4 separate regions of the Sus scrofa genome follow, and regions 2, 3 and 4 are each linked to region 1. Evidence: chromatin contacts called from public Hi-C and promoter capture Hi-C data. All regions are on one chromosome and are shown on one strand. Each heading gives the region's core, a stretch centred on a gene start, on an enhancer-like site or on the middle of the called end of the contact. The rest is flanking DNA. Distances are from core to core; before and after follow the strand shown.

What was found. Promoter capture Hi-C pulls out the DNA fragments that hold promoters and counts their contacts. Hi-C and Micro-C count contacts between places; a contact is called where the count stands out from the background.
Region 2: a promoter capture Hi-C map of fetal liver shows a contact between it and region 1, with 4 times the contacts expected there. The contact joins the promoter of ARFGAP3 here to the enhancer-like site in region 1. A contact is called at or near these places in 4 of 5 promoter capture datasets (fetal liver, fetal skeletal muscle and liver), 23 of 47 Hi-C or Micro-C datasets (alveolar macrophages, blood, brain and 13 more) and 2 of 2 datasets of contacts at active chromatin or transcription factors (alveolar macrophages and skeletal muscle).
Region 3: a contact with region 1 is called in a Hi-C map of subcutaneous adipose tissue, with 4 times the contacts expected there. The contact joins the promoter of SERHL2 here to the enhancer-like site in region 1. A contact is called at or near these places in 1 of 5 promoter capture datasets (fetal skeletal muscle), 26 of 47 Hi-C or Micro-C datasets (adipose tissue, alveolar macrophages, blood and 12 more) and 2 of 2 datasets of contacts at active chromatin or transcription factors (alveolar macrophages and skeletal muscle).
Region 4: a Hi-C map of alveolar macrophages shows a contact between it and region 1, with 5 times the contacts expected there. The contact joins two enhancer-like sites. A contact is called at or near these places in 1 of 5 promoter capture datasets (liver), 31 of 47 Hi-C or Micro-C datasets (adipocytes, alveolar macrophages, blood and 15 more) and 2 of 2 datasets of contacts at active chromatin or transcription factors (alveolar macrophages and skeletal muscle).

Annotation. Positions count from the first base shown.
Region 1 is chr5:6,116,214-6,120,482 of Sscrofa11.1, reverse strand. No RefSeq gene overlaps it. Among named protein-coding and RNA genes, the nearest start is that of A4GALT, 35 kb to the right of the region's middle. Within about 2 kb of position 1,867, at least 55 of the 83 cell types and tissues checked have an H3K27ac peak or open chromatin away from gene starts, as enhancers often do. A contact at or near this core is called in adipose tissue, alveolar macrophages, brain and 8 more, where this site is marked.
Region 2 is chr5:5,991,625-5,995,893 of Sscrofa11.1, reverse strand. ARFGAP3 (ADP-ribosylation factor GTPase-activating protein 3) reads right to left here and starts at 1,757. Exons shown (of 16, transcript XM_003481526.4): 1 at 1,549-1,757. The coding sequence starts at 1,617. It overlaps LOC110260619 (a long non-coding RNA gene), which reads left to right and starts at 1,854. Exons shown (of 2, transcript XR_002343865.1): 1 at 1,854-4,269. LOC110260620 (a long non-coding RNA gene) reads right to left here and starts at 1,542. Exons shown (of 2, transcript XR_002343867.1): 1 at 1,284-1,542; 2 at 317-780.
Region 3 is chr5:6,237,295-6,241,563 of Sscrofa11.1, reverse strand. It overlaps SERHL2 (serine hydrolase-like protein 2), which reads left to right and starts at 1,753. Exons shown (of 12, transcript XM_021091434.1): 1 at 1,753-1,982.
Region 4 is chr5:6,023,683-6,027,951 of Sscrofa11.1, reverse strand. All of the region lies in intron 9 of ARFGAP3 (ADP-ribosylation factor GTPase-activating protein 3), which reads right to left. Among named protein-coding and RNA genes, the nearest start is that of ARFGAP3, 32 kb to the right of the region's middle. Within about 2 kb of position 2,196, at least 17 of the 83 cell types and tissues checked have an H3K27ac peak or open chromatin away from gene starts, as enhancers often do. A contact at or near this core is called in alveolar macrophages, where this site is marked.

The DNA of each region.
Region 1 (4,269 bases), core at 618-3,117:
GGTTAAAGAATCCGACTAGGAACCATGAGGTTGCAGGTTCGGTCCCTGGCCTTGCTCAGTGGGTCAGGGATCCAGTGTTGCCGTGAGCTGTGGTGTAGGTCGCAGACGGGGCTCAGATCCTGCGTTGCTGTGACTCTGGCGTAGGCCGGGGGCTACAGCTCCGGTTCGACCCCTAGCCTGGGAACCTCCATATGCTGCGGGAGCGGCCAAAAGAAATAGCAAAAAGACAAAACAAAAACAAAAACAAAAAACCATGTTATATCAGCGTGTATGCTTCTCTCCTGCTAATGTGTCTTATGTCAGTGAATTCGCAGCCAGAGAACCTAAGAGGGTAGCAGGATGTTTCCCGTCTCTACTCAGGGGAGGCGAGGAGGGCCCCAACCCACAGAAAACCCTACTGTTAGCCTTGTAACAAGGAAAATTGGTTCTGTCCTCTGCAGACTCAGCCTCAGTGGGACCTTTGAGAATCTGCAAACAGACCTAAGAATAACGGTGGCATTTCAAACTGAGGAGGAAGGGAGATGAATGAGTCAATAAATGAGGTTGCTAGAGACCGCTGAGGGCCCGCCCCCAGCCTGTCACAGCACCTAAAATCGCACCATCACAGTCGGGTGCTCCGGGTTGAGGTGTGGTCCCGCAAGCCATCACCCACCCCGCGCTCGGGAGAGCTGGCTTGTCCCGCCTTCTGCTCTCCCCGGGCCTGGCACCTGAGTGGGTTGGTTGCGACGGGGGCCTTGAAGGGCCTGGTCTGGAAGGTGGGTACCACCTGCAGATCCTGGGAATACCACCCCTGCCCTGCAACTAACCTGAGCAGCAAGAGGAGTGTGGAGCGGGGGGTGTCAAGGCCTGGCGATGACCCAGGCGAGGTGAGGTGAGCAGAATGGACCACACTTACAGAAAGTAAGCACGGGGGGCGTGTCTACATTATGTGTGCAGGCACGTGTAGGGGTGTGCGTGTGTCGGTGTGTGCATGAGCGCCTGTTTGCACGTGTGCGGTGGGCCGTGTGTCAAGCGTGTGGACTCGGTAAGTGCGCGTGTCACCCAGCATGGGGAGAGGAGGGAGAGTCCGGCACGGGACGAGAGGTGGGTCCTTGGCGGATTCGGATCTGTCCTCTCCCTCTTCTCTTCACCGCTGGGATTCATCGAGGAGGTGCACGGCCTGACTTGCCAACCCTCAATCGGTCCTCTCAGGCCACGGTGATGCTGGGAAGGGGATGCCGGGAGGCCGTGCCTCTCAGAGGCGCGGGAGGCCGGAGATCAGACGTGGGGACGCGCAGAGCAGCAGAAGCTGTGCCTCTGTCCTCCAGGTTCTTGCCTCCAGGGGGCGCCCTCGGGCCAGGGAAAGGTTCCCTGCACCCGCGTGGGGTCCTGCTGGCCCTTCATCCCAGCAGAGGCCCCTGGAAGGCGGGCTTGTGAATCCGCTGGGGCTTCCTCACCGCTCCCCCTTCTGCGCTGCTCCAGATGTTTCGGTTCATTCGGCGTCTGTCCATCGGAGCCCTGCGCCCCGTCTCCGGGGGCCCTGCGGGGGTGATGCTGTACCCTCGGGCTGTGGGGCTCCGCGGAAACCCGGGGAAGGAGCGGAAACTCTGCCCAGGGGCGTGGTGCCCGCCGAGGGAGGCCGCCTGGGGAGGCCGCCTGGGAAGGCCTGGGAGGGTGAGGTGTTTCATGGGCGGAGGAAGTGCTTCCGGCGGAGGACAAGGCTTGAACCAGGGCCTGGGAGGGGTCGGGAGACTGCATGCCGAGGCCTGCGCCCCCACCCCCGCGACTGTGGTCCAGGGCCCCTGCAGAGACCCCAGGAGGCTGCGGGTGCCCCCAAGAGCCCTCGGGCCCTCCTTCTTCTGGGTCCCCCGGGCAGCCTCTAGGCGGCAGCACCGAGCCTGCAGCGCTCGCGGTCAAATCCTCCCTTCCCCTCTCCGGCTCCCTCCCTCGTCTTCCTTTCTCCGGTTTATTCCCCGCTGCACTCAGCACTTCCAGCCCTGTCCCCCTCGTTCTTCAGAGGTTGGCGGGATGAAGCGCTTGAATGGATGCCGAGTTGGCGTCCGCGGGGCATGGGGAGAGCCCAGTCCCTGGGCGGCTCCACCCTGCGGGTTCAATGAGGTCGCGCAGGCACAGGTCAGAGCCTGGCAGGAAGAATGTGCTTGATAAACATCAGGCCTCCCCGAACCCCCCTGTAGGTGCTGTTCAACTCCCTCTGAAGTTTCTTGCATGCTTGGCCGTTTCCCTTCCTTCAAAGCAGCCTGCTTCCTTTTCCTAAAAATCAGGAAAGACACCCAGCCCTTCCCTCTCTGTGTTCTACTCAGAGTCTCCCTTAATAGTCTCCCTTCAGGGCACTTTCTGTTTCAGGAGAGGGTTCCGGCTACATGCACCTTAACCCCAAAGGAAGCATTAATGGTGGTATTTCAGGCGCAGCGCCAGGCCTGCTGCAGGGTCTGCAGGTCCACCTTGGCAGGCATAGGGGCTGAGCCCAGGGAGAGGGAGAAGGGACTGCTGGTTCTTGAGCCAACATTTCACGGGGATTTCCTGCAGAGCCTGAGCAGGTGAGGCCTGGGCAGGTGAGACCTGCATAGGTGAGGCCCTGGGTAAATGTGGCTGGAAGACACAAGCTATTATGCGACACAAGGACACCATCTCAGGCCACCGTCTTCCTGGTCCGTGGTGACGAGAACCACCTGTGCCTTCTGTGAAATCCTGCCGCTTTAGTGCAGAGTAAAGAGGGGCTTGTTACTGCGGGCAGAGGGGGAGCCTGGGCCAGAGCAGCCTGGGCAAAGTCGGCTCTAACACTGACTTTGACTCTGAGCTTGTTCTTTGACTCCCTGAGCCTCAGTTTCTACACCTGTAAAATGAGACTAATTCTCCCCATTCTGTCTGTGACAACCTTTTTATGCCTCTGAGCTTCAATTTTCTCTTCTGTAAAATGGGATTAATTACAGCCTTTCCTGTCTACCGCACAGTTTTGCAATGGGCTCCATCCATCCATTCATCAAAAGATGACAATGATAATGAACACGCGTACTTGCTCTATGCCTGGCACTCTGGGAGGTGGACCTCTGTATTACGGCCATTCCACAGATGAGAAAACCGAGGCCACCTGCTCACTCAGCATCACACAGCTGTGTGGGATTCAGACGCAGGCCGTCTGGCCCTTCTGGACCCAGTCCACAGCACCAGGGACGGGTGCATGTTAGCTCAGGACGTATGGTAGCTGAATAAGTGACGCTGCAAAAGTGCCCTGTGGAGGTGTTTGCATCGTGGCTCAGCGGAACAAACCCAACTAGTATGAGGACCCGGATTTGATCCCTGCCTTTGCCCAGTGGGTTAAGGATCAGGCATTGCCATGAGCTGTGGCACAGGTCACAGGTGCAGGTTGGATCTGGCACAGGCCGGCAGCTGCAGCTCCGATTTGACCCTTAGCCTGGAAACTTCCATATGCTGCGGGTGTGGCCCTAAAAAGACAAAAAAATAAAAATAAATCCTTCATCAAGTCTAATTTGAAAAAAAAGTGCCCTGTGGAGAGTTCTGGCCCAGTTCTTCTGACACCCAAGTCAGACTGGGGTCTGGGGGTGTTCACACCCCCTGCTCCTTGACACAGATTAGCTTTTCAGGGTTTTGCATTGTAGTGTGCAAAGGAAGGGATTTGCCACACAGCGTATCTTTTCTATTTTTATTTTTTAACGGCCCCACTCACGGAATATGGAAATTCCAGGCCAGGGATGGAATCCGACTCACAGCTGTGACCGCTGGATCCTTCAACCCACTGTGCTGGCCTGGAGATTGAACCCATGCCTCTGCAGCCACCCTTTGGTCAGATTCTTAACCCACTGCGCCCCAGTGGGAACTTCCCCAAGTAGTGTATTTTCATCCCTGTCTGAGACCTGGGACTCTTATTGGTCCCCTGAGTAGTCACAGGGCAGAGTCTTTGGGAAACAGCTTGGGACTCCCTGGTGTTGAAAGAGCTTGAGGTCTTTTGTTTGTTGTTTGTTGTTTCTGTCTTTTTAGGGCTGCACCCGTGGCACATGGAGGTTCCCAGGCTAGGGGTCGAATTGGAGCTGTAGCTGCTGGCGTACACCACAGCCACAGCAACGTGGGATTCGAGCTGCGTCTGCGACCTACACCACAGCTCACAGCAGCCCTGAATCCTTAACCCACTGAGCAAGGCCAGGGATCAAACCCGCAACTTCATGGTTCTTAGACGAATTCCTTTCCACTGTGCCACAACAGGAACTCCCAAGCTTGAGTTTTATCTCCTGAGAGACAGGAGTTCAAATCTCT
Region 2 (4,269 bases), core at 508-3,007, 120 kb after region 1:
CACAGTGGGAACTCCTTGGATTTTCTCATGTAAGCCTCACAATAACCCTCTGAATTAGACCCAGCTCATGCCCATTTTCAGATGAGGAAAAAAGGTATAAAGTCGTCAAACAACCTGCCCAAGGTGACACAGTTAGAAAGTCACAGGATCTGGATAAACATTTACAAGAAAGCATACACGTCCCTCAAAAGTGTTTTTGGTATCAACTCATTGACTTATTTAAAAGGGGCACCTTCCCTTTGATCAGTTCACACGTTGTGTTTCTGAGATGTAGCAAACAAAAAATATAATTTCCACACTGCTAAGCAGATCTTAATCTAGTCTGGTTTACAGCAACCACTCTTTATAAACAGGTCAATCTACATTTGAAAATCAAGAAAATAGCAAAGAAATTGGCACTGGAGAATTCCTTTCTCCTCCTGACTCTCCTACCGTCATCTTTTTCCTTCTCACTTCTCTTAGGTTGTAAAAATATGGGCTCACCTCCACCTAGACTTAAAACAAAGACATCTAAATTCTGTAAAACTCAGGGACTTCAGGGTCATGACGCATGACCGTACTGGTTAATAGCTGTTGTGGTGGAGGTGACAGGGGGGACCAGACAGAACTCCTGTCACAGGAGCAGAGGGGAGAGTCCATGCTGACACGACAGCCCTTTGCACTGTCTAGGTTCCACTCCGATCTGTGATCCTCCGCGGACGGTGTCACTTTAGCCCCATGCGTCATCCCATCTCCAGCCAGGAGCCAAAAGTTGTAAGAGTCATGGGGGGGAAACAGGCTCTGGAGATGAAAAAAAGAAAGGAAAACCCCAATCTCCAAAGAGACCCAAAGGTTAGGAAGGGAAAGGGTTGTGGTGGGCTTTCTCGTAAGAGAAAAGAGCTCAAAGCCACTGCAGTGACCACTTAGCAGCTTTATCGGACAGGGAAGCTGAGGCTGCCGCCAAAGGGCACAGGGAACAATCCAGGCTCTAACAGGCGCCCCTGAGGAGCTTCAGAGGTGAGCTCGAGGGGGAAAGGGGGTGAGTCGAGTTTTCCCAAGCGCCCAGGGCTACCAGCTGTTGTTTCTGCCCCGTGCACGCTTCCCGGCTGGGTCACAGGTGGCCTACGGTGTCCGGGGTCTGCTCCAGGTCGCAGGAGTCCCGTGTATGAGCCCTCAGTATTCTCAGGAACTCAGGGGCCACTTCACTTTGCCACCCCCAAAAGCCGCCTCCGTCCTCCTTTAAGTTCCTCGGCCCGGTGTCAGGAACCCACAAATGTCCGCCCCCGGGACCCCCAGATGCTCACACTTCCGGCACCCAGGGCCCCTCGGTGCCTGCCCTGCTCTGGACCCCGGTGTGCGCCCCCTCTTCTGCCTCTCCCTTCCTGAGACTGGGGGGGCGGCGCACAGTCTGGACCCAGGCGAGGCCCAGCCGCTGCGGCCGCACAGTGCGACGTGTCACAGGCCGGGCCAGCTCCTCCTCCCGCGGCCGTGGCCACTGCCGCCGCAGGGGCCGCCCGCGGGGTCCAGCAAGGATGCCAAACAAGCCTGAACACGCCCGGCGGCCGTTACCTTGTTGGTGGGCACCGAGCGGAGGCGCTTGAAGATGGTCAGGATGTCTTGCTTGCTCGGGTCCCCCATGGTCACCAAAGAACCGAGGCGCAGCTGGCCCCTGCCAACCGGGAAGGGCAGAGCAGCAGCGGTTGCCGCCTCCAGGAGGTAGACGACGGCGGAGGGGCGGGGCTGCGCGTGACGCTCGACCCCGCCTCTCGATGTCCCCGCCCAGGCCCCGCCCACCGCCCAGAGCGCACGCGCCGCTCTCCCCTAGGGCCCAGGCTCGGGGGGGCCGCCGGCTCCGCCCCTCAGGCCCCGCCCCCGGCGCTGCACGCGCGTGCGCAGGAGTCTCGCTCGCCGTTCGCGCCGGGCTGTGGGTGTGGAAGCCGGGCCCCGCGGAGGTCTGCGCCCACCAGCACCTCAGTGGGGACCACCACGTCGGCTGACCGACTGCTTTCTTCGCCGGGTCTTCTGGCCTCCTCCCTGTGAGGGTGGCAGAACCTGCTCCTCCAAGTGGCAAAGGAGGAACCGAGAGGCAAGGGCCTTCCTGCGGCATCCGGGAGTCCAGATGCTGGGTTCTCTAGTTGCTTTTTTTTTTTTTTTTTTTTTTTCCCGTAAGCTAAAGCTGAGCGCTGAGTGGGAAGCCTCCAATGCCGAAAACTGGTTTTCTTACAGTATCAGTTTGAGTGTGTCAGTGACAAGTAGCAGTTCTCCAGAGGCGAAAGGCGCCGGGTCAGAATGGATAAATATAGACAGGAAAAGAAGCTGGCCTTTTCCTACCCTTACTCGCCAGAGGGTTTTAACGCTTGGAGAAAGGTGCCTCTTCTGCATTAGTGGATGTGGAGCCCCTAGGTAAGGCTCTGCGGCTCAGGGAAGGATAACAGGTCTTGGGGTCAAATGCACGGTCCAGCCAGCTCCTTCCCAGCGCTGTGACCTTGCTCGGGTCACCTCGCTAAAGCTTGGTCTGCTCATCTGTGCAATGGGATGAGAGAGGGGGGATCAGCGCTGAGCAGCACAGGAGAGCGGCTGCCAGGGAGGCCCTGGAAAAGGCTTTGGCAGTGGTCTTTCTGCTTTTAGAGGCTGGGAATTGTTCACTCAACCTGTGTGAGTAGAAACCCTGGGGGAAGTTGGACCTCTGCCAAGGAAGGGAAATTTATTACCTTCCAGAACAGTAAGTTATTTTTGCAGACAGCTCTGTTTGAAAGTTCTTCCTGGTACTGAGTTAAAGTATATACCCTTGAGGAGTTCCTGTCCTGGCTCGACAGTAAACGCATCTGACTATTATCCATGAGGACGCAGGTTCGATCCCTGGCCTTGTTCAGTGGGTTAAAGATCTGGCGTTGCTGTGAGCTTGGTGTCGGTGGAGGACATGGCTTGGATCTGGTGGTGTTGTGGCTGCGGTATTAGGCAGCACCTGCAGCTCCCGTTTGACCCCTAGCCTGGGAAAAACAAAACAAAGAAACTGAGTTCCTGGAATCAGGAGCAGCCTTATCTGATTTCCACCAACCCCTGTAGGCTAAGGCAGCGCACTTGCTCCTGAACTGAACTTGGCTCTTCTTGCTCACTGAGCAGCAAAGCCAATTTACTGATGCCGTGGTGCGTGTTTACTGTAGGCACCGAGCAAGATCCAAACTCCTCGGTGGTTTCCAGGGAAAGAGTTTCAAAGACAACATTGGGGTGAGGGTTTTAGCTCTTGAACTTCCTTCTGATTGGTGGGTGGTGAGTTAACGGGTGATGTTTCAGGAACCTTCTGCTTCCAGCCAGTCTGTGGTCGGTGTGCTTGTGGTCCCCATGCCGTCAACATCCTCCACCTGGGTGGGTGGGGTCTTAGTTTCTGCAGAACAACGCAAAGATATGTATCCGATTGGATGACAGTTGTTACGGAGGAACTGGGACTGTTTTATCGGTGAACTGGTTTCTTGAGTGTTTTTCCTCTGTGTCTTCAGTCCTTTCAGTTCCCTAATTAATAACTGCTTGAATCTGCTCTTTGGAGCTCAGGGAAGTCCTGCGAGACTAAAGCCCTTTTTCACAAACCAGAAATGGGGGACACAGAGGGGCTTTGGCACCCAGGAGAGCCCCACAGGGTCCTGCTTGGTTTCATATTTTTGGAAATTCACAAATGCCCCCATTTTAAAAGGTAAAATATTTAAATAATTATGTTATTGGTTGATTTTTTTAAAAAGATAGAAATTTAAGCTGATATCATTACTTCCTTTAATGGGATAAAAGATTTAGGATTGTCATTAATATTTACGGTATTACAATATTATAAAATAATTGGAAAGTGAAATGAAAACATTTACACAAAAAAACTGTACTTGAATGTTTATAATACATTTATTCATAATAAAAAACTGGAAACAACCTAAATATCCTTCAGCTGGATTAACAAACGTGGTAAATTCATTCGATGAAAACTACCCGCACTAAACAGGGGCAACTTACTGAGGCATGAAACTCTTGGATGGATTGCAGATGAATTAATATGAAGTGAAAGACAAGTTGGTGGATGGATCTCAGATGAATTATGTGAAGAGAAAGGTAAGACAGTCTCAAAAGGCTACACATTGTATGATTCCATCCTTGTGACATTCTGGAAAAGGTAAAACTATGGAAACAGAACACAGATCAGTGGCTCCCAGGGACTGGAAATACAAAGAGGGGTTGACTACAAAGGAGCAGGAGAAATTTGGGGGATTCGAGACAGTTTTATATATGTATATTTGTCTTTTTAGGGCT
Region 3 (4,269 bases), core at 504-3,003, 120 kb before region 1:
GTTTTCTTGAAAATAACTTGGATTTATAAAACCTTCTCCTCACTGCTCTCAAATGCCCATCAAGAGGGACAATCCGCTGTGAAAAGGACAGAGCAGCTCTGTACTGCTACTATGGAAAGTGACAAAGACTGTCCTTGACCAAACTAGGCAGTCTCATCGGAGTCCTCTTCTTCACTGGACCTCAACCTTGGCCTACAGGAATTTCAGCTTTGGAGTTCCTGTTGTGGTGCAGTGGGTTATGAAGCCAACTAGTATTCATGAGGATACGAGTTTGATCCTTAGCCTTGCTCAGTGGGTTAAAGACCCAGTGTTGGAGTTCCCGTTGTGGTTCAGTGGTCAACGAATCTGACTAGGAGCCATGAGGTTGCCAGTTTGATCCCTGGCCTTGCTCAGTGGGTTAAGGATCCGGCGTTGCCATGAGCTGTGGTGTGGGTTGCAGATGTGGCTCAGATCCCGCGTTGCTGTGGCTCTGGTGTAGGCTGGCAGCTACAGCTCCCATTCGACCCCTAGCCTGGGAACCTCCATATGCTGTGGGAGCAGCCCAAGAAATGGCAAAAAGACAAAAAAAAAAAAAAAAAAAAATCAGTGTTGCCGTGAGCTGTGGTGTAGGTCACAGACGTGGCTCAGTTCTGGCCTTGCTGTGTCTGTGACATAGGCCAGCAGCTACAGCTCTGGGTTGGACCCCAGCCCAGGAATTTCCATATGCTGTAGGTGTGGCCAAATGAACCTATCTACAGAACAGAAACAAACACATGGACATAGAGAACAGCCTTGTGGTTGCCAAAGGGGAGGGAGTGGGATGACTGGGAGTTTGGGGTACTGGGAGTAGTAGATGCAAACCCCGAATTTGAATGGATAAGCAATGAATTGAATGAATATCCAATCAGCTGTGGTGGAGCGTGATAGAAGATAATATGGGGAAAAGAATGTATATATATATATACACATATAACTGGGTCACTTTGCTGAACAGCAGAAATTGACAGAACATTATAAATCAACTATAATGTTAAAAAATTAAAAAAGAAACAATTTGTGGAGTTCCCATTGTGGCTCAGCAGTAACGAACCCAACAAGTATCCATGCGGATGCAGGCTCAATCCCTGGCCTTGCTCAGTGGGTTAAGGATCTGGCGTGGCTGCGAGCTGTGGTGTAGGTCGCAAATGCAGCTTGGATCCCGATGTTGCTGTGGCTGTGGGCTAGGCCAGCAGCTTGCAGCTCTGATTTGACCCTTAGCCTGGGAACTTCCATATGCCGCAAATGTGGCCCTAAAAAAGCAAAAGAAAACTAAAAATCAAAATAACAAACACCAATTTGTAAAAATAAAACCACTCTTCTGTTTGTCACACATGTCTAAAGCCCCATCCAAAGTGTCAAATCTAACTTGTCAGTGATTGTCCAACCCAAAGCTCTTTAATACCTTGTAGGCAGCTCCTTGTAAGAGGATCCCTGCCTTAAAATCTTTGACCCCAAAGTGGTCCTGGAACCGAAAAAGGTTCAGAGAACGCCACCGGAGTGTTGGTGTATTCCTCTCCATTGCCTCACACAGAGGTCTGGGGAAAGGCCCTTTTTCCTTTTTCTTTTTAAAAAAGAATCAGTTGCAGCCTAAGTGCGAAGGGATGGCAGGCTTGGGAGGAAGCCCCTACATCCTAGCGCCGCCTGCCGGGGTCCCTGCATCCGCCCCGGGGAGGACCGCGCGCGGGGCTGCGGTAAGGCGGGGGGCCGGCAGGGGGCGCTCCAACCCCGCTCGAGAGGGGCCGCAGGGCTTCCTGGGAGCCGACCGGCGTCCGAGGTTCCCGCCGCCCAAGGTCCACGCGGCACTGAGTGTTTGGGATCCTGCCACGGCCCGGGCCGTCGCGCGCAGCGGGAATTCGGGGTCTGCGGAAGGGCTCTTCCTCTAATTCTACGCTCCAAGGATAAAAGCCTCCAACAGACACCACCCTGCCTTCCCTTGGTGCCGCCGCCCTAGTGCCCTCGATTCGGTAAGGTTTCTTTCGCCAAAAAAAGAGTCGCACAGTCGCAGCCAGGATAGAGGAGGGCTTCTAGAAAGAGGGAGAACGGGACTTGGGGGCGGGGGGGCGCGGTGGAGACGAGTTTCTCCCTCTTCTTGGCCGCCCTGGCCGCAGAGCGGCTCTGGACCCACCCGCAGCCCCCGGGACGTGGCGCGGCCCCCGCGCGCCTCCGCTCCGCTCCCCACGGTACCCGCGCGCGCCAAGAATCAGATTCGCTCCTGGAAACCCTCCCAAGGGCGGGAGGCGGCAGATGCTGGGTGTCGAGAGAATCGAATTGAACCTCAGTCAGTGGAAAGCATTTCCCCATCTGCCTGTCCTGGGTTGCAGGATTGGTTCAAATACTCTGTTTCCTCAGTTGCAACAAGAGGGGTTCGGAACCTCTCAGGGGTTCTGGACCATCTGAGGGCCTCTGAGTGTCTACGACGCCTTCAGCCTGGAGTCTTCCCCAAAGTCTACATAGGGACTGAGCTGCTGAATCCCCAGAGGAGGAAATTCCCTGAAACCAGAAACAGGAACCAAGACGAAGCCCCATGGTGAAAATGCCACTGGTGGAAGATAATGCACCTGTGCGTGCCTGCCGCAGGGATCAGAGATGGGAGCCGGTCCAGGGCACTTTGACAGCGAGATGGGTCAGAGAAGGAGCCCCGCACCTCGTGGCCCCTCAATCCACATTGAATGAGAGAAGGGGGCTGGGCTGGGTGCAGCACTTCACATGCCCACCCTAGGGCTGGGGGGCGGGAGAGATTTGTAAAAAGGACCAGGTGCCAAGGCCAAACTTTACCTCCCTCTCCAGGTGGCCCTGGGGGTCTCAGCTGCTATGCTGGAGGCCAAAATGCTTACCACCCTGACCTGCAAACTATGTTTCATTTAGGAAAGGTTAATTTAAGGAGGCCCCTCGCTAGGGCCAGCAAGGAAGCTGAGGTGCTTCTTGGGAAGAACCTCTGCCTCATCACAGCAATCATCAGTTGTTTTACCACCAGTGCCTTTGCACTGTAAGCCTCGTGTCTTGGGTTAGGTGCCCTGGGAAGCAGAGCTGCACTCTCTTATTCATGCATACAGAACACTCATCGCTCAGCCTCTCAGGAAGCAGCCTTTTAGCAAATCAGAGCAGCTGCGCAGGGCAGAAGTTGAACCTGGATTCAGCTGGGAACCTTACACGATTCCATGGGAAGCTCAGGAGCTGGGATGGTTGTCACCAGCCCTTTGTACATTGGCGAGGGCATTGACTGGGGTATAAGGACCGGTCCGTGGTGATGGAATGCCCTGGGGAGGCCATGTCCTCGGACGTGGCAGGTCCCTTCCATGAGGGGCGAGTCTCAGGGAAGAACTCAACTGTCACAGCTGACATTCGCCGCGGGCTGGAGGAATGACGGCTCGGCCCTTGCAGGATCCAGGGTGGTGCATCATAGCACACCCTCCACTCCTTGACCATAGCCTGTTTCTTTCTCTTCTGCTCTCTGCACATCTGAATTTTTCCCCCTGCTACTTAAGTTGCAGGGGTAGTTGACAGTCATACTGTGGCTCCCCCCCCTTTTTTTTTCCCCAAATGTGTCCCATTCTGAAGACAAGCCCAGAGTAAGGCTGGAATATCAAACCCTGATTCCAAATTGCTGGGGCAGAGGCCTTGGCCCAACTTGGGTCAGGTTGCCCCACCCCAGAAATTGGTTATGGTCTAGGGGCAGCGTCCAAGACAGGAATAGGGCTCCCTCAGACCCACCTTGGTGACTTTGTGGATGGGAGGGAGACAGCTCCCCAAAAGAGAGTTATTGCGAGTTAGGCACACATCCAAAGGTAACTGCTGCAAGGAGTAGGAGCTTTTAGACTGAAGCAATTAACATATGCCAAGGCATGGGAGAGTGAAAAATATGACATTTCAGATAATTCATGCATTTATTCATTGAACAAACATTTACTGAGCACCTGCTATGTACCAGATGCAACTTCAGGCTAGAAATACAACTGCGAAGAAACTGGGAAACTGACAACAGAGACATTAAGCAGCCCGCTCCTAGCACTTCCCAGCAGTGCTGAATGTGGAACTACCACAATAATTCCCGGAGAAAATGTTTTGGTGAGATGTTGAGTAAATAAAGTAGCATAGGTCGAGTTGACCCTTATCACAGGCTCTGAGCAAAAAAGAAAAAAAGAAAAGAATGCAAAACCCACATCTTCCATCACATGGTGGGAGCTGAAGAATTCTAGTCTGTGTTGCTCTGGTTGCTTAATAAACCATGAAGAGCCTGCCTGCCTTTACCTT
Region 4 (4,269 bases), core at 947-3,446, 93 kb after region 1:
CTCCGGGTCAGGGAGACCCCAACTACACACGCAAAGAGACACCCCTCTGGGTCAGAAAGGGGGGGGCAGGCCATAATAGGTCTGGATAAGCTTCCCGCCACGCTCTGCTCTGCTCGGGAACCCATCTGGGCCAAAAGACGCGCACGCAGACGGGAGAGGGTCCTGGGTCTGGTCAGGTGCCAAAGATAAAACATCATTGGCCCAAGGAAGACAAAGACCGGGAGACCTCTCCCCCTCACGTGGTCTAGGTCACCTCTCCGGGGCGCTGCTCGTGCGGGGGGGATGCCTGCACCCGCAGGCCTTCGGCCGTGGGTCGCTGCCTCACCTCCGCCCGAGACAAACGGGCGGCGTCTCCGCGCTCTGTGCTCTCCCGCGTGGGGCACTGCGTTTCTCACCGTGCACTCTATACCTGTGCTCACAGCCTCTGCCTCCGTGAAACAGTCGTGCTTTCAACAGGGGCCACGGATCAGGGCCCTTCTGCTTTCAGCCTCTAGCTGGCCTGGTGACTAAGGTGCCTGGTTTTCATCCAGGCTGCCCAGGTCCAATTCAGTTCCTGAGCAGAGAATTAAGACCTCGCTTCCAGCCGCCACTCACGGCTGTCCCTCCAAAATCAATACCACTTAAAATGTCATGATGTACCCTAAAATTATTTCTCTATGGGATAATAGAAGCAGCATTTCCTACTTGGACTAATATTTGACTGAGTACTTCCACTTTTCATGTCAAAAATTCAAAGTTAGTCTCATCGGTTTGCTTCGGTTTGAGATAAAGCGCATACGTAGATTTAACTTTAAAACGCACGTGTAGATAAATTAAGAAGGGATTACTTCATTGCAAAAGGATTCTTCAGGTTACAGGATTATTTCCCATGGGATCTCTTCCTGTGATCAGGCTCGTTTACAACGGAGGAGCCATTCCTCAGCCAACACCTTCTTCTGTACCGTCATTCAGCCACGCAGCATCTGCCTTTCAAATATCTGTGACAAATACTGCACCTTGGGGGACGGGGAGGATGCACCAAACACTGCCCTCACTCTCAGATTTCTAAAAACACTACAAACACTGAATTTTTCATAAAGAAAACCAGGCCCATATTAGCAACCACACAAGCGATTTATCATATTAGTAAGAAAGCAACAAAATTTCAAGACCCTGAAAAATGACATCCTACCTCATCAGGATTTCTAGGCTATCATCCACTGCATAAAATGGCACGCGTCCTCGTAAGAACGACACTATCTAAGGTCCATGAGGGAAGGACAACAGAATTTCTTACTAGGGAAAGACACGCTTGCTTTGGCTGTTTCCCTCCTTAATGGTGATGCAGGATTTCTACTTTGATCTGGCAGCTTGTTTTCTTTACTGTTATTCCTACTGGAATATGGGTAATGGCAACATACTCACTCCATTGCTCAGAAAATAAGCAACACTCTTTCAGGTATAGTTTTGGAGGATAACATCAGATCTGTGTACCTAGAGATCTGTGTCACTGTGGGAACAGAGTCTTCTGGAGAGGAAGGGCTGGGAGTGAGAAAGACATGAGAGGGAGCATCTTCCTTCTTGGGGCATCTGACGTGCGGCTGGGTCTAACCCTCGTCCAAAGCATGAATTAACACCAAGAGACACACTAAGAGAACGAAGATGCCAGAACTGCGAGCTTCTCAGACCCGCAGGAGCCCTTCCCAGAACCAGGCTCAGGGGAGGGCTGGCTGGATGCTCAGGTCAAGCTCTGCCTGTTCTCACGCTTCCGGCCCAACTGTGCGCAGACCCGTGAGCTGCCACCCGGTGAGGGTAAGGCTGCTGCACGAAGAGTTTAGTTTTACCTCCAGATGACACAGAAGCAGTGCTGCTCCGACAGGTGAAGAAGCAGTGCTGCTCCTGACAGGTGAAGAAGCAAGCAGTGCTGCTCCTGACAGGTGACCAAGCTGAAGTAACTTTCTTCGCAGCCGCTTCAACAGCGACCTTGCCCAAGAGGAAAGAAGCAAGCCCGGGCACTTTCCCACGGCTGGCAGAGCCCTGGGTGGCGATGCTGAGCTCTGATGCATCTGAGCGGCGATTAGGGAGGTGGTGCAGCTGTTCTGAACCAGTCCACGAAAGGGGTCGAATTGGGCTTAGGTTCACAGTCCATAAACACCCCCCGCGATCTGCACCTTTGCTTTTATGCTGCACTGAGCAGTCCTGACGAAAGACACAAGCGACGGCTGGTGTGGTTTCTAACATGAACAGACTAGTTCCCATCCACCTGAGCTTCAGGGAGGGAGGCTCTGGCTTTCTGGATCTTTGTTCTGAGCAGGCAGGGGCTCTGCACGGTCAAACCTCATACAGGAGCCGTCTGGCAGAGCCCGTTCTCAGACACACTCAGATTTAACCATCCCCTTTCCCAGCATCAAAAGACCTAGCACAGCCAGAGATCAAGGTGAACTCTGTGACCGCTCCGCATTCCGGTCACATTTAACCTAAACTCAGTTTAGTGCTGCCCCCTACGTCCTGTGAGTTGAATGACAACAAGAAACAAGAAGCAATTTCATATCATCTGGCGAATCAGAATCTGCTTGGCAAACTGTTAGCACAAATAGTAAGAAGCCACACGGACTGCGCACCAATTGTGCGCCAGGCACTGCTTAATGCATGTTGATGAGCATGAACTAAACGAATCCTCAAAACAACCTCATCAAGGACTATTATTTTCTTCATGATGCAGCCTGTAGTCATGAACTCAAGCTAAAGCAGATACACATGAAGATAAGAGAAAACACCAGATAAATACAATAAACACACACACAAAGTCAGACTCCCAGTCGCCCTCCTTTCTTGGCTCTTATGCCCAGTCATGGGCACTTTCCAGGCAGCCGTATGTCCCTTCTCTTGTCAACACAAATGAAAACCTCTCAAGAGCCTTAAGTATCTACTTACGATACGTCCCTCGTCTGGCCGGGACGCAGCTACCAAACGCACTTTCCAGGACACCCTCCCCCACGGCGCTCCTCTCCTCTCCGCGTGACTTAAACCCACGGGCCTGACTCCAGGGTGGCCCACGTCACTATTCTCAAGTCTCCAGTCCAGGCGGAACCCCGTACAAACGTCGGGCGCCCTCTGCTTCCCTCGAAGGCTCTTCTTGCTCCGCCTCCTCTGTGCCGAGTCCGACTCGGAGACCCTCCAAGATCCAGGCTCAAAACCTCTGAAGGTATCACCCGACCCACAGCCTTCTGTGCAAGAGTTGGAATTCAGTCGCCACGGGGGCTTCCCAGGATAAATACATTTTTCATTACCGAGATATAACTCACATACCACAAAACTGACCCTTTTGAAGTACACGATTCGGTGGTGTTTAGTATACTCATGGGGTCTGCTGAACATCTCCAGTAATTCCAGAACTTTTCATCACTCCCCAGTGAAACCCATTACTCGTGACGCCTCATTACCCTCCCCCCGCCCCCGTCCCCAGCCCCTGACAGCCACCAACCTGCTTTCTGTTGCTGGATTTGCTTAATTTGGACATGCCATATCTAAGGAATTATACAGTATGGGGTCTTTTGGGATCCGCTTCTTTCTTTTTTTTTTAATTTCATTATCCTTTTTGGTTTTTTTTTTTTTTTTTGGCTGCACCTGCAGCATGTAGCAATTTCCAGGCCAGGGATTGAACCCACACCACAGCAGCAAGCTGAGCTGCCACAGTGACAAAGCCAGATCCTTAACCTATTGCACCACAAGGGAACTCCCAGCTTCTTTCTTAGCATAAACTTTTCAAGATTTATCAGTGCCGTAGCATGTATCAGTGCCTGCGTCCTTTTCACGGACAAATAATATTCCATTATACGAAGACACATATTTTGTTTGTCCATTCACTAGTTGACGGACACATGGGTTGTTTCTACTTTGGGGCTATGAGGATTAAGGCTGCTGTGAACACATGTACAAGTTTTGGTGTGGATGCGTGGGCACGTATGTTGATTTCTCTGCATATGTTCTTCGGAGTGGGACTGCTGCTGGGCACACTGTCACCGGTGCAGCACGAGGGCACCAGCTTCTCTGCTTTCTCACCCACACCAGTTACTGTATGTCTCCCCGTGAGTGAGGGGCATCTCGCTGTGGCTCGGACTTGCCTTTCCCTGGTGACAAAAGATGCTGAGCAGCTCTCCTGCATAAGTACCTGCAGACACGTCTCTGTCTCTCCCTTCTCGTGTCCCCCCTCCCAGGCCTGCCTGTACAACTGCCACCGGAAATGGCAGCTGCCCTCCCTCCCCACCCCTCTCGCCTTCCAACCTACAC